Regions from separate parts of the Columba livia genome. Here region 1 is linked to region 2. Evidence: chromatin contacts called from public Hi-C data. All regions are on one chromosome and are shown on one strand. The core of a region is the stretch at or near the end of the contact, and the rest is flanking DNA. Distances in the headings are between cores, read along the strand shown. Region 1 holds the start of DLX5 (distal-less homeobox 5). Region 2 overlaps DYNC1I1 (dynein cytoplasmic 1 intermediate chain 1).

Evidence for each region. A called contact is a pair of places that touch in the nucleus more often than the background predicts.
Region 1: a contact with region 2 is called in a Hi-C map of liver, with 3 times the contacts expected there. The contact joins the promoter of DLX5 here to the enhancer-like site in region 2. A contact is called at or near these places in 2 of 2 Hi-C or Micro-C datasets (crop and liver).

The regions. Positions count from the first base shown.
Region 1 is chr2:27,539,441-27,546,964 of bColLiv1.pat.W.v2, forward strand. It overlaps DLX5 (distal-less homeobox 5), which reads right to left and starts at 1,321. Exons shown (of 3, transcript XM_005504917.3): 1 at 722-1,321. The coding sequence starts at 1,076. The region is part of intron 1 of LOC135578442 (a long non-coding RNA gene); the gene reads left to right.
Region 2 is chr2:27,150,170-27,157,362 of bColLiv1.pat.W.v2, forward strand. DYNC1I1 (dynein cytoplasmic 1 intermediate chain 1) reads left to right here. Exons shown (of 16, transcript XM_065051126.1): 14 at 2,548-2,688. Among named protein-coding and RNA genes, the nearest start is that of SLC25A13, 130 kb to the right of the region's middle. Within about 2 kb of position 2,327, at least 3 of the 3 cell types and tissues checked have an H3K27ac peak away from gene starts, as active enhancers do.

The DNA.
Region 1 (7,524 bases), core at 71-2,570, 390 kb after region 2:
GAGCCCTACCCAGGGCACCGACCGCTTCCCCCGCATGCCCGCGCCTTCCCCTCGCTGCCGCCGGCGTGTCTCCATGGGCCACCGCGGCCGCGCTCGTCCCAGCCAAGCCCCAGCCACTTGGGTTGGCTACGGGCTTACTTTATTTTTTCCCTGTCTCTGTCCCTTCCACTCCCTCCCCCCCCCCGCCACTTAGAAGTAAATGGAAAGCGCTAAAAACGCGGAGTTTTCTGGTAAAAAACCCTCCCGGCTTCGCAGCCCCGCCACGGCTGGGCTCCCCCTCCCTGTCTCCTCCCCCGCCCCTCCAGCACAGGGGAAGGAAACTTTCTTTGCCACCGCGAACCCGAGTTTGAGACACGCAAGAAGCCTCGGCTATTTTCCCCCTGTTCTTGCGGAGGGAAGGAGCGAAGCACTTGAGCGATGTTTGCTTCTCTAAAGCACTAGCCCTAGGATTTGAGTTTAACACTGTGCAGGCTGGTCAGAAAACCTGGACCCAGCTTTTATTTTATTTTTTTTTTTTAATCTTCCCTTTTAAAAATTGTTGGATTGTTTGCTTTTTTTCCTTTTTTTTTTTTTCTTTTTAAATATATTTCTCCCTGTGGTTTAGGGAAAGCTCCATCCCCGCGGTGCACAGGGCAGGGAAGGGCGATTTGGCGGGCCACGCTCTCCCAGCTTGCCCACCGCCGCAGAAGCCCCCCGCACGTCCCCAGCCCCCGGCTCTCACCTGGCTGGCTGGCGGAGCTCTGTACGCGGTTGTATGCCCCGCTGTACTGGTGGTAAGGGCTGGCGTAGCTGTAATCTGCATAGGCTTTGGCAGGATAGTTCCCAGCAGATCCGTTCATGCCATGGTACTGATACTGGTAAGGGTTGAGCGCTTTGCCGTAGGAAGCCGAGGTAGGCGAGCAGTAGCCGTGCGGGGCTCCCCCCGCCGGGCTGTAGTAGTCGGAATCCGTAGCCGAGGACTCGGGTAAAGTGGGAGATTCCTGGGACGGGTGGTGCATGGCTGCGGCCGTCTGGAAAGGACCCTGGAAGTCGCCGGATCTGATGTTGGAGACCCTTCTGTCAAATACTCCTGTCATAGCTCGGAGCCGGCGACTGGCTGGGGCTGGCTGCTGGGGTTGCTCGGGTCTAAGCAGACATGTCTGGGGGAGGAGGCTGCGGCGCTCTGTCTGTCTCCGGCAGACTGCTGGCTGGGGTGCAGCATAGGCTTGGTTAAATCCTTAATTGCGCTCTTACGCACAGCAGGGTGGATCGGGTTCCATTGGCCAGAGCAATCGGGAGCAGCGACACCCTAACTCGTCCAACTAGTTTAGCACAACAAAGCTTTGGCTTAAAAAAGAAAAAAAAAAAAAAAGAAAAAAAAAAGAAAAAGAAAAAAAAAAAAGTCCCATTCAAGCTCCTTTAAAGTGAATACCAACAGCAATCTCCGAGCCGGAGCGTCGCGATGGGAAGGTTTCCGGCTCCCCTCCTCCCTCCTCCCCCCGCAGCCGGCGAGGGGCTCGGCCAACCCCGCAGCCCCGGGGGCGCGCAGCCCCGTGCCCCCGCACCTCCGGCCCGCAGAGCCCCGGGAAATGGCCGTAGCCACGCCGCTCGGATTTGGCGTCCGATCCCTCTTGGCTACGCTGATGGCTTGGGAACAACGCACAGGGCGCTCCTGGTTCCCAACTCGATTTCTGATCTGGTGGCGATAACCATTAGCGTCTAACCATGGTGGTTTCACTCGGATTGTCCTCCCTCTCCGGGAGGATGCCGTCCATGACCTCCGCGTTAAATAAAGCAAATCACATTACCCCCTAAAAATCCTGAATTTTAGTTACATCATTTCCTGCGTCGAAGACCCTAACACGGCCCGGAGACAGGCAGGAGCGTCCCGCCAGGACGCCCTGTCATGGGGATGTGGGGAAGCTGCTGGGGACGCTGGTGGCACCATACGGCATAGGGGCACCCACTCCGTGTGTTTCGCGAAAGGCGACCTGGCTGTGGCACGATGCCCGTGGGCGGAGATCTCCCGGCCCCCCGGGCAGTGCCAGCGCCCCTCCAGATGCGCCTGTGGCCGCTCGGCCCCACGCGTGGCCGCTCCTCATCGCCCCGCGGTGATGCTCAGCGTCTGGTCCGGCTCCAGCCCAGGGTCAGATGCCCGTCACGAGGGGAGCTCAAATCACCCTCACGCGTGGGCAGGACCACTCGGAGGCCGTCGCAGAGAGCCCACTTCCCTAGTAACAGGCCCCCAGAAGCGGCTGGCGCTGTGCAGGGATGTCCCGTCCCCCCGCAGCACCCCGACCAACCTCACCCTCCTCCTCCAGCACCCGTTTTTCCGCGCCCGTCTGCGCACCCAGGTTCCAGGCGATGGGCTCTACGGCCGGGCCGGGGCGAGCCACGGACTGGTGATGCCCGTCCCTGGTGATTTTACAGCAGGGTTGCAAAAAAATGGATCAGATTTAACTAGACACTAAGGAAAACAAATAAAAGGCTGTTTTCAGTGACCTGGAGTTGTAGATTTTTCTGAAGTTGTTTACTCTCCAGATTTAGCTTGTTTGCTCACCGAAGATCTCCTAGCCAGCTGGGTAACACTTGTAACACAACCATGCATGTTGTACTTGAACTTATTGTTTGCTTTGGAAATGTCCACAGCTCATATAAAATCGCATTAAACAAATCCCTAAGCATTTCATTATATGAATCACTTACTTAAATTCATTGGAAATATCTCTCCCCCTCTTTATTTTTTTCCAAAGAGAGGAACCGGAGAGGGATATATGTTTACGACTGGGGTGGGGGAAATAAGTTTATTAATAATAAGTTTATTAAAGCTCCCAATTTGCATCCAGTTGGAAGGGACAGGGGGAGCGTGTCGGGGGGAAGCCCATTTATGTCATAAATTCCATGGCACTGCACTTCAACACGTCCGGGCAAGAAGGTGCCGTTTGAAGGGAGAAAACAGGAGAAGACCTGGGCGCTGGTATCGCACCCAGCCCCGGCAGCGGCCGGAGACGCGGCGGGTCCCGGCCAAGCCATCCTGACAAGCTGTTTTTGCAGCTCACCGGGGAAATTTGGGTCGGTTTCCTGCAGGAGAGAAAGCTTGCTCTTGTTTTATTCAGAAGCAAAGCAGGGAAAAGAAAAAAAAGTTTCGATCTTACAAGAAAAAAATAGTCAGAAATCCACCAGATACAACCACAAAACCCCCAAGCTGATTTTTTTGAAGGCATCTGCAGCCATTGTAGTCCGTGAGAGGATTACCGAGCTGAGGGCATACAAATCCCCCTGTTTGCGGGTTTCCTGCCCCCCGTCCTTCCCAGCCCGAACCCGATTTTCTTGACTTTCTGCTGTTTTTTTCCCCCAGCGGTTTTTATTTAACACATCCGGTGGGGAGCGAGCGTTTCAGAGGGAGCCGGAGTCTGTTTTCTATTTCACAATATGGTCATTGTTTACCGGCACATGCCCGCCGCGCCGGCTCAGCGCCTGCCCAGGGCCCCCGCGTCCAGCCGCGGCCCTTTCGGGCCCAAGCCCCGCTCATCCGCGGAGGGGGGCCCGGGGTTGCAGCCGGTCCCGGGACACCGGGTGCGCGGGCGCCGCGGCCGCCGCGGCCGCGGACACGTCGGAGCGCTCGGCGTCCGTGCCCGTGACAAGAGCGCCACGGCGTGGCCGCGCGGGGCGCAGCGCCGCCGCGCTACCTGCGCGCCGCCCCCCCCGCCCCGCCGCCCCCGCCGGGGCCAGACTGAGCGGCGGCGGCGGCCGCGGAGCCGGGCGGCCCAGCCAGCGCTGTCCCCGCAGGGCACGGGGACCGGGGCGCGGGAGCCGCCGGGCCGGCGGCCGCGGCCGGACAAAGCGGCGATTGTTTCCGTGGCCCGCCCGCGCCGGGGAGCTGCCGCGGAGGCAGCGCTGGGGCCCCAAAACGAGCCCCTCGGCGGGACGGGGCGCTGTGTCCCGGCCAGTGCCCGCCGGCCGCTCCGCCCTGCCCCGGGCCCGGCTCGGGAGCACCCCCGCGGGCCGAGCCCTCCGCGCTGGGCCTGGACGGAGACCGGGAAGGTTTGCAGAGGGTTCTCCGTCCTCTCTGTCTCGGCAGGGCTTTGTTTCTAGCCAACGCGCAAAACATTTCGGATGAAGCCTCTCAGACTTTTGGATGAAAACTTGCAATTGTTCAGAGAAAATCTTTCACTTTCTGGATAAAATATTCTCTTTTGGGCACCGAGTTTTTGCTGGAAACTCATATTTCCATGGAAATTGCTGGCAAAGAATGAAAGGATTTTTTTCTTAAAAAAAACCCAAAACCCAAACAGCCCTCCACAGTGGAAACAAGGCTTAACTCTTGCTTTGCAGCATCCGAAAATGGTGATTTCCAAACAATTTCAACAACTGAGGTCTTTCCTGGTGCTCCAGTGCATCCTCCTAGGACTCGTTTACCTGGGGGAGTAATTTCAGAATGAAAAGGCAAAGGGACTGGAAGTCCTTGTACTCCTGCCTAAGGCTAAGCAGAAAAAAAAAAAAAAAATTGCATCTGCTTCAAAGTAAAAATCTTGTCGTGTTCAGTATGGGCAAAAGCAAGCAGGAATCCACTGGAGAGGACTAGTGAACTATCCAGAAGGATGTTCACAGGGCAGTGATCAAAGGGAAAAATGAAGGAAAGTATTTTGGAAAAAAACAACTGGGAGCAAGGGAGGAGAAATAAAGCCGACAGAAAACGCAGGCAAAGAGGCTAGGACTTTTTACTCAGATTTCAGTAGCTTTCTGCACAGCCTCTGGCTCTGGGTACAGCAGCTTTGCTGCTTCAGGGAGAGGAAAACAGGCATTTCTCCACCTAGGCTCAGCTTTGGAGAATTTACATCCCTCCAAAAGAAAAGCAGGTTTTGTGTTGCTGTGAAGGTCACCGTTCGTGTTCGTGGAAGGATGCACATGTGACCTTGGGATGGAAGCCTGTCTGGTCTCAACAAGCACTGGGATAGATGTTGTTTTTGCCCTCCATCCTGAAGTGTTCAGTAGGGTCCGGTCATCTCCCACCTCTGGAACAGCCTTTTCTCTTCCAGTTGCTTGCGAGTGCCCAGGAAATGCTGGGCCTCTAGCTAACAAAGTGAACCTGTCACTTCGGCATTTCCACTGCTGATGGACTCAGTGCCGGGGTTGGCCACAGCCTGGGCTCCGTTGGCCTCGCTCGCCTGGCCTGTAAATTGCACTGCACATAAAAACCATGACGTACAATGTTAAGAATTAGAATTTGCTTTTTAGGGCAAATTGTGGCTGTCTCTTTTGCTTGCCAAAGAGCTGACATGAGGAACTTACTCTTGCACCTATTTCGCCCAAATTGCGCCAACATGACTGAAGGGAAGAGCCAGGGCTCCTTGTTAGCATCAGCTGTAGCAGACTGAGCCAAACATGTGGGATAAGATGATGTTAAGAGATACCAGGAGATGCAAGACTACTGCCTGGAGCTCTCCTTCCCTCCTCACTTGCAGTGTGTCTGCCAGGCTCACTGATGGGTTGCTTAGCTGTTTCTTGATGCACCACAACCTTCCCAAGGTAGGGCATTACTTGGCAGTCACAGTCCAGCCTGTGGCCTGCCACTCCAGAGTGAGAAATACTCAATGAACTCAACCATTCTCTTCCCTTTTGAAGCTCCTTCCACATAAGCTCCTGGGCCAAATGGGGAACTCTTGTTCTTTGATTCAAAAGGTCAGTACAGATGTGACCCATCTTGAGGAGACCTGCTCTGGCCTGGGCAGGGTGTTCAAGGAAAAGCCCATCCCAGGGCTTTTTCCTGTTTCCAGCCCATGTACTTCCATTGCAGTGTAACACCAGCCTCTTTCTAAGGTCATGGAGTCCAGCAGAGAAGTGTAATTAGAAAACTCAACTTCTCCTGAGTTGTTCTTCTGCCTACCTGCTCTCTGGGCAGCTGGGCACTGTTATTCCAGGAGCTGTAGGTACTTCAACTGATGGTTTCTAAGAAAGATGACACAAACCACATGGAGCCATCTTCATATCAGCAGTTTGGGTCAGCAGCGGGAGCTGCAGGAGTGTGGCTCCCTGTACAGCTGCCTGAGGTTTCCACACCAGACATTTGAGCATGAGCCTGGAGCTGCATGGGCAGAACTGCTGCTGGAGGTGCTGCAGAGCATGAGCCAGCACCACTGGAGAGCCAGGTGTTAAAGCCCACTTCGCCAGAAACACTCCCAGGAAAATATTTGTGCTAGCTGCCCTTGCCACCTGCCTGCTGCAGAGGTCTGGAATGGCAGTCAGAGTGGTGGTGACAGTGGCACGCTGGGAAGAGCCTCTGACCAAGAGCAGCAGAGGAAAGGACCTCGGCTGTGGTGGCAGGAGGGGCAGGAGGGAACGACTTCAGGAAATACAGCATCCTGGATGAGTGGGCAGCTGGGCTGGATGACTATAATGATCTTTTCAGCCCTTAAAATTTATTACTGTAGCTTTTAGCTCTGAGTAGCCAAAGGCAGTTGCTCCTCAAGGAAGAGGGTTGATTCATCTCCAGTCGGGCTGTTCACTCTGCTTATTCTCTCCCTCCTGTCACATCTCCTTCAGCCATAACTCACTTCTCAGCCTCTCAGATAGGAGCAGGGCTGCTGCCTCTTTGCGGGGCTTCAGATGTGAGATAAATCCCTTTGCATCCCAATGCCACAGGAATGCTTTCCCAGGTCTCTGACATCCCTGTTAAAAGATGAACCGTCAAAGAATTTGAGGCGTAGCTCCTCAGGCCCTTTGGTGTGTTTTCAGCAGGGCAGGGCTGCTGGCGGAGGGGCTGGGGGAACCCGCCCGTGGGGCCCTAGTGCAATGTGGATTTTCCCCTACAAGCTCTGAGAATTAAGCTTGCAATTTTTCTTTTGCCTCTTTTAATGATTTAATATGTTGTTATCCTACAGAGGTCAGCCAAACTTTTATAATTTAGACCTTGAAGATTTGTGGATGATGGCAGTGTTAGGACCAGCTCTTGGAAACTCCTTTTTAGCTAATGCTAAGTTTAGTGCAAGGCTAGCATGCCTGTGCAATCAGCTTGAATCAGGCAACGTTAAACTGTACAAATCAATGAAGAAATGAAGCACAGCAATTAGGCTGCTCAGTCGGTGAATATGAGAAGTGACATTCAACAAGGAGCCAGGATACCTTTCGGGTTAAAGATAAAACTAGTAAAAAGCACATCCCTTCTCATATGGTTCTGTCGTTATTACTTGTGTTACATGGTCTGTCTGGCCTCATGTGTTGCGTTTATCAATATGTACTCACTGACAGTATATATGCTAGCTAGCAGTAGATAATATCTGTGACTTAACTTGCATCTGTTATAAAACCCACGTAATGTTCAGTTCCTCAGTTTTGGCTTAGCCTTATTTTTGTTATTTATTTTAAATAAATATATGGTAGACCTTCCCTGTGACTGCAGTTCCAGGGCTATATTATTGTATTTCATCATCTGTCTTAGCTTTTATGTCCTTCACTAAAATGTATGCTGTTGTAACTGAACTCGGTCTCCTAAAAACTTCCAGTGCAGCACAGGGGAACCTTATCCTCCTTCATCTTTTGCAATCC
Region 2 (7,193 bases), core at 1,077-3,576:
CCTGACCTTTCCTTCTAGCACCCTGGTATTTAGGCATGAATTGGAAAATAAACTAAAAAGAGCATAAAAAAGGTGTCGCACTCAAGATAAGGTCAAAACAAGTTTTGATATGTTGACAAAAAACAAATGCTGATTGAAATCTGCCCTGGGTTGATTAATATTTTAATAGTCCTCCGAATTCTGTTACTTCTGCCATGACATTACATGTTAAAGTGCTACACGAGCAGCGGATTTCCCATGAATAAGGAAAATCGCAGCCACCTAGCCGTGGACCTGATTTCCTTTCCCTTTGCTATAATATTGTGTTCAATGCCCATTTTTCCAGCATTTAGACAGTTTAAGTGTTTGAACCTAAATTAGATGTTTTCGGTGAAAATACACAGTACAACAGGTAGACATTGTGGATCCATATGGCCCAGTCCAAATACTATTTCCCAGCTCACAGCTGAAAAGATTCACTTTGAAATTTCCTACGAAATACCTCTGCCGCTTCAAAAGCTTAGTCTTCCTTTGGCTCTCAACCCTGCAAATGCTTTAGCACAGGCATGTAAGCCAGGCCACTAACACGTGTAAATAACTCCACTGGTACTTATAATATACTAAGCAGATACATATATTTGGAGAACAAGACCTTGTTTAGGTAAGAAAACATTATTGTAATTTTTTTTCCTTTTCTTTTGCAAAACTCCAGCTTTGGAAAAGAAATAATAATGTTACGTAAATTTGAGGTAACAAACCCAAGCTCTAATTTCATTTTATTGTCACACAAACCAAAATGTTTGCTATTCTTAGGAAATGCGCAAAAAACATTAGGCCAGTTGTGAAAATCTGTGACCTGGTCCTGTAATCATTCAAAATGTCTTTTATGAATTCAAAAACTGGCCTATAGAACCTGATCCCTTTGTATCTTCAGTATGTTTTCAAAGGATTAAATCTCAAGATACTTTTTATGGGATTTTTTTGTACTACCTGAACAGAAATATTTCTTAAATTATTTACAACACAGTACTGCAATAAGAACAGGACACGCGTGTACTCGCCAGCACAGCAGTACAGAGATGGGCCTGCACACAGCCCCCTCCACGTGCACTCACACCCCCCTCCACGTGCGGAGCTGCCGCACTGCACCCCCGACACCCAACGAAGCACCACGTAGTGCGGGAGGACCGAGAACAAAACTGGTGGTATTAAACAGATCGCTTTTATGCTTGAAATTAATAATATACAAACGAAAAGCGATATAATAATTGCAATCAATCGCTCCGCCCTTTTTTTTTTTTAATAATACACGGCGACGCAACGCACTGCAGGCGTTCCCGGCAGCGGTTCCTTTGTAAAATCACAAAATGTTAAGGATTGGAAGGGACCTCGAAAGATCATCCAGTCCAGTCCCCCTACTGGAGCAGGAACACCTAGATGGGGTTACACAGAAATGTGTCCAGGTGGGTTTTGAACGTCTCCAGAGAAGGAGACGCCACAACCTCCCTGGGCAGGGGTGCAGTCTAGAGGCACCTGAGCGAGATATCCCATAGGTAGGACTCGGACGCTCAGAAGGGCACCCCGTGTGGCGCTGTGTTTCTCGCAGGAGTCCCCGGAGGGGCCGGCTGGTGCTGCGGGTGCTCGGCCGGCTCTCCCGGCCCGCTTGCCGGGAGGCAGCTGGCGGCGAAGGGCGGGGGGAAGACCCTCGGAGAAGCCCCATTGTTTAGGTTTGTGTCACAAGCCATGAGACTACTTAATTTCTTTCATCTCTGGAGTTTTCATTATCATTCAAATTTCATTTTCCATTAATTGATCGGGGATTAGCGAAGCCATTATGCAAAAATTAGTCAAGCCAGAGGCGATGAATAATTCATGATAGACAATTACACTTCTGTTCCTGCGGTACTTCCTAACTTCCCTCCGACTTCCCGCCTGCTGGAGCGGGCAGCCCTCGCTCCCGGCCGCGGCGGTGGGCCCGGCGCCCCGGCAGCACGGCGGGGCCGCCCGGAGCGAGGCCCGGCGAAGGGAAGCCGGGCCCTGCGGCGAGACGCGGGGCCGGGCCGGGGGGTCCGGTGCGGGCGGTGGTCCCGCCCGCCGCTAGGTGGCAGGCGCCGCCCGCGGTGCGCGGAGGGGCCGCGGAGGCCGCCGCGCGGTCCCCGCCGATCTCACGATCGTTATCGGGTGCGACCGCAAGCGCGGTTGGCTCGGGCGGGCGCGGCGGTGCCTGCCTGCCTGCCTGCCTGCCTGCCTGCCTGCCTGCCTGCCTGCCTGCCTGCCTGCCTGCACCCCCCGCCCCCGCGACGGGGTGCCGGTCGGGAGCGGGAGAGGCCGCGGGCGCTCCCCCCGCCCCGTCACCCGCGCGTCCCACACCCCTCACGCCGGGCATCTCATTTATCCCACCGGACAGTTGTTGCCCCATTAAAGCGCAGTCCCACCCTTCGCGAGGACCTTTCATCTGGGGAAGTTTTATGACACTTTGTAAATGTGCAAAGTTTTTAATTAGACTCGCCAGACAGCCCCAGGCAGCACTAGCGCCACGAAGTCTTCATGCTTCTCTCTGCTTTACAGCACAACAAGCCGCTCTACTCCTTTGAAGACAATGCCGACTATGTCTACGATGTCATGTGGTCGCCAGTGCATCCCGCGCTCTTCGCCTGCGTGGACGGGATGGGGCGCCTGGATCTGTGGAACCTGAATAACGACACCGAGGTGAGGCGGCGCGGCGGCCCGACGGCGGCCGGTGCTGGGAAGGCGCGGGCGGGCGCCGGGCGAGACCTTAACCCTCTGAGGGCCGGTGGCGCTGCCGAGCACCCCCTCGCTACCCCCCCCGCCGGGGGTCTGCGGGGGCGCCGGGCTTCCCTCAGGGCGCGGGGAGCCCGGCGTCGGCTGCCGCCCGCGCCCCGGGGCGCGGCGGGGAGGGCAGGTCCCGCTGCCGGGGGCGCCTGACCGCCCCCCTCTACCGCCCGCCTTCCCTCCCGCCTCCCTCTCTCCCTCCCCCGCGGCGGCGCTGCTGCTGCTCTGGGTACCTGTCGGGCATGGGGAGGGCCGGCTCCGGCACCCCCGGCAGAAAGCCAACACAAATAGCCGCGGTGCCGGAGTCTCCCTTCCCTCTCTGTTATTTCAAGGTGCAGTTTTAAACCGCGCCCGTTTTCTAGTTTGGGGTTTTTTTTTGCCCCCCCTTTTCCCCCTCCCCGTTGAGCCAGGAGCTTCAAACGCGGCGTTGCCGCTGCCTCCCCTCGCCGGGGCGGTCACAGCTTGGCAGCCCTGCCAGCGGCCTGGGCCCGCTGGCCTCCGCGCTCCCGAGCTGCCTAGTCAGAGGCTTCGTTTCCCTCCCTATTTACCCTCTGCTCCGAAATCTCTGGAGATTATAACTTGCAAGCCCCGTCCCGGTACCTCCTGCGTGTCAGAAACCCAACGTGCCCGGGTCCCTTCCCTCACCTCCCGCCTTTCTGAGCCGCTGGCAACGCCGCTTGAGGCTTTTTTAAGCACGGGGCATCACTCTCACGTTATTTGCGATTTCACACCCTCACCTTTTTTCTTTTTTAAAATTTGCAGCGAAAATTAACGGCGTAAATGAAAATGAAAAATAACAAGTTTATTTCCCGTTGCTGTTAAGTAAATAACAGGGACCACTGGGAAGGAGACGTCACATCTTTGAATTTTGCTGATGAGAAAGGATTAATCAGCTTTTTTCAAAGACTGAGAATGATAAATACTGCATTTTTTAAAGTCACTCTCTAGACGTACCAAACACCCCTTTTTCCTCCCATTATTTCAGATTTTTGAAAATGCTGCAGACTTACATATATATATATATATAAAATTTATTTTTTAATTTGAATTTGCTTTGAAAATGGTTTTGAGAAAACCCGTCACATTGCTGGAGGTCAGTCTTAGATGTCCAGCATCAGTGTTCAGCACAAGAATCAAAATATTTTTCCACATCCGAAGTCTTGTGTATTTTCACTTGATGCCACGTAAAATTAAGAACAAATGAGACTTAAAAAAAGTCACGTATTAGCTGACAGCTTCTTTGTATTTCCAAAAAAGAGAAAACCAAAGAGCAAGTAGCAGTATTTCCCGCCATACACCTTTTTACAATTTGAATTATTTATCTTTTTTTTTTAAGATCAGTTTGATCATTAATATGCCCTTCATGTAAACATGCTGTACATTTCACACAGAGTAAAATACGGGCGCCTTTTATGGCTTCCAGTGAGTGGTGTGTGCCATAAATAAGCAGAGACAGGTAAGAGGAACCAGCACCGGGCGCTGCATTGTCAAGGGGAGCAGAGAGGCCTTTTGAAGTGCTCTGAGCAGGAAGCTGCACAGCCTTTTTAATTAGAGCACATACAGCTGGAGGATATACAGGAGGAGTCTCCTCAGAATTTATTTTGGGAAGGGAGGGACATATCCTTCAGGTGTTCTCATTAATGCAGGCTTAAACACAGAGCATAAAACCAGCATTTTAAGAAGAAAAAAAAAATAACCCTTTCCCCCCAAATACCAGGACTGAAATTCTGCGCTGCTTGAAATCTACTGATGTCTTGCCATTTAATTCAATGAGACCACAATTTCTTTCCAAAAAGTTACTATGGACCGCTTGATCCCATTCCCATCAATAATAAGGCTGTATGTGGAAAACTGCTGATGTATTTCAGCATGTTTACATATAAATACGTAGGAACATCAGAAAAAAAAGAATAATTTCAAGCTTGATCCTGCTTTTATTCTGCATGCAGGGCCACCCCTGATTTCAGAAATGATTTCCACTCTGAGAGGTCAAAATCAGCTCTCGTGTAAGGATCGGGCTGGAATTATTTCCATGGTATCCAAGCTTTGTATTTTTATAAGAATTGATTTTGGGTCTCTGGAGGCAGAAATACCATTTGGTTTCCTTACTGAGCACTGATGAAACAAATTAAAAAATCTCTGTAAATGATAAACTGGCAGAATCTGAATAGACGTGAGGTTTTGTTATGTGGGAGAAGCAGCAAAAGTACCACTGAAAGAGAACTGTAAGCAGTTCTTTTAAACATCATAACTGAAAGTGATCGTTGTTTGCTTTTACCCTCTATCTGGTAGGTCATAATTAGTTCATAATTTTCAAGCTTTCTGTAATTGATTGTGCCGTTTAAGTCTGCACTGGTATTTGCTAAGAAAAAGTCCTTGTCAGCACTTTTGCCTTTGTAATAAGAAATCTTGAGAGACCTATGTTTTAGATCATTATTAATTTTAGATGTCAGATATATGATGTCAGAGTATTTGTGAAGACAGTAGAAAATGACAGTTATATGAATGTGTTTAACTGCTAGCTATTGATAAATAGCTTTGCATAAAAACTAGGTCTGATTGTTATTAATGAGACCGGGTTTTGTTTAATTTGGGAAATAAGCCATATTATTATTTAGGTATTATTTTGTAAACCAATGAAGAAAATACCTGGTTTTAGTTACAATATGCTACCTTCACATTTTAAACTCTGTGTTACTCCCCATATTTATTAAAAACATTTCTCCCAAGAGTTAGATGCTTTCTAATCAAAACAACTAAAATCAGATGACTGTACTGTGGATTTAATCAATCTAATTATTCTCAAAATCTCACTGTAAAGTAACAAGGGTATCGGTGTGCTTCATGTTGGTCTGTGGATACCAGAAATTCTTTTCGTAACAGCAGTGAAAGTCATCCTGTTTTATTTTATCTTTAATAAATGAATATAAAACACTTAAAAAAAATCCTTCCCCACTCCTTCATTCTTTTGCAAACTGAATATCATTTTTATGGATCAGTATAGTGAGGTTTGCAGATCAAATGCTGATTTCTTATTTTTGAGTCTGTAACATTTCTTTTTTGATCAAGAGTGAGTGTCTCCAGGTTATTGACGAGTCTTATTTACCTATGAACTGATATTAAACTGACTTACCAAATTGCTTATTTCTGCTGTGTTGTATCCAATTCATGTGTTTGTTTGGTGTTTTCTGCACCAAAGCACCTAAGCTTTGAGAGCGTGAATATGGTGCCTATTTCTAGAAATAGATAACAGATGTATTTGCAGGCAGGTTTTGACACTACATAAGCAGCAAGAAAAGTAAAAAAAAAACAAAAGGTATATTCTTATCATGCAGGTTTTTCTGACTGCATCTTTCTTAATTGGTTACCTGTTAAAATCTCATTTGAAAATTGCTAAAAATCTGACAAGCACCAACTTCAGAGAATTTATAAAGTGTTTCAAACATGATTTTAAAAACATAATTCTACCATTATAAACTAAAGTCTTATCTTTGAGATCTAAAATAAGCATGTGTAATTTAACCTATCACTATTGAGAGCAGACAAATCTATTTTAAGGTACTATAGTTTGACTATATTTCTGTGTCACTGGAGAAAAGACTTTTTATTTAGATTTTTAAAGACTGTTTCATTATCGCTTTTTTTTTTTGTTAGGTAGTTTTGTGGAATAATAACAGGATTTTACAAAACCATTGGGTTTTGAAAAAAAGCATGGGTTGTGTCTTGTGTCTGCAGCATGTGTGCTGCTTATTTTTATGTGGAACACTGGAAGAATGCTGTATTAACAAAAAAATCCAGTTCTAGAGTTATGTATTTCAGCCTTCTAAAAGATTTTGTGAAAATTCAGTGCCTTAAATACACGCCGTGTGTATTTGTGTATGAAACAAATATCTTTGATCTGCAGTTTTCTGAGAAACATAGCTGGCTAGTGGATTAGTGCTCTAAAATGTGGCATTTAGTTGTTGTTTGAAGAAACCCGTTTCCAAATGTTATGAAATATATTTTGGCTGGAATTAAAGTAGCTTTTTATTTTTTTTTTTTTAAAGGAATCGGTGATTGCAGGAGTGAAATTTGCTTGTTTTCTCCTGTGATTTTTATCATGGATTGATGACCCATGTCAGGTTTAGGAGACTGGCGACTGGCTCAGGCCCACTGAGCAGTACCAGACTTGGAACGAGGAGTCAGAGCTTTTCTGGGCAGTGCTGCCTTGGACAGGACCCAGGCCTTGCACAATGGCAGATGAGTCCAGTGGTTGATTTGCATTTGAATGACTTCTTAAAGCGGGGGGAGGATGGTATCTGCTTTCTGATTGCTCTCCAGCATTATTTCTACATCATTCTGCAAGCAAAATCTTCTTGCATTTCACAAGTGGGGCTCAGGACGCTACCATGAAGCCCTTTGCAGAGGTGATGCTTTAGCTT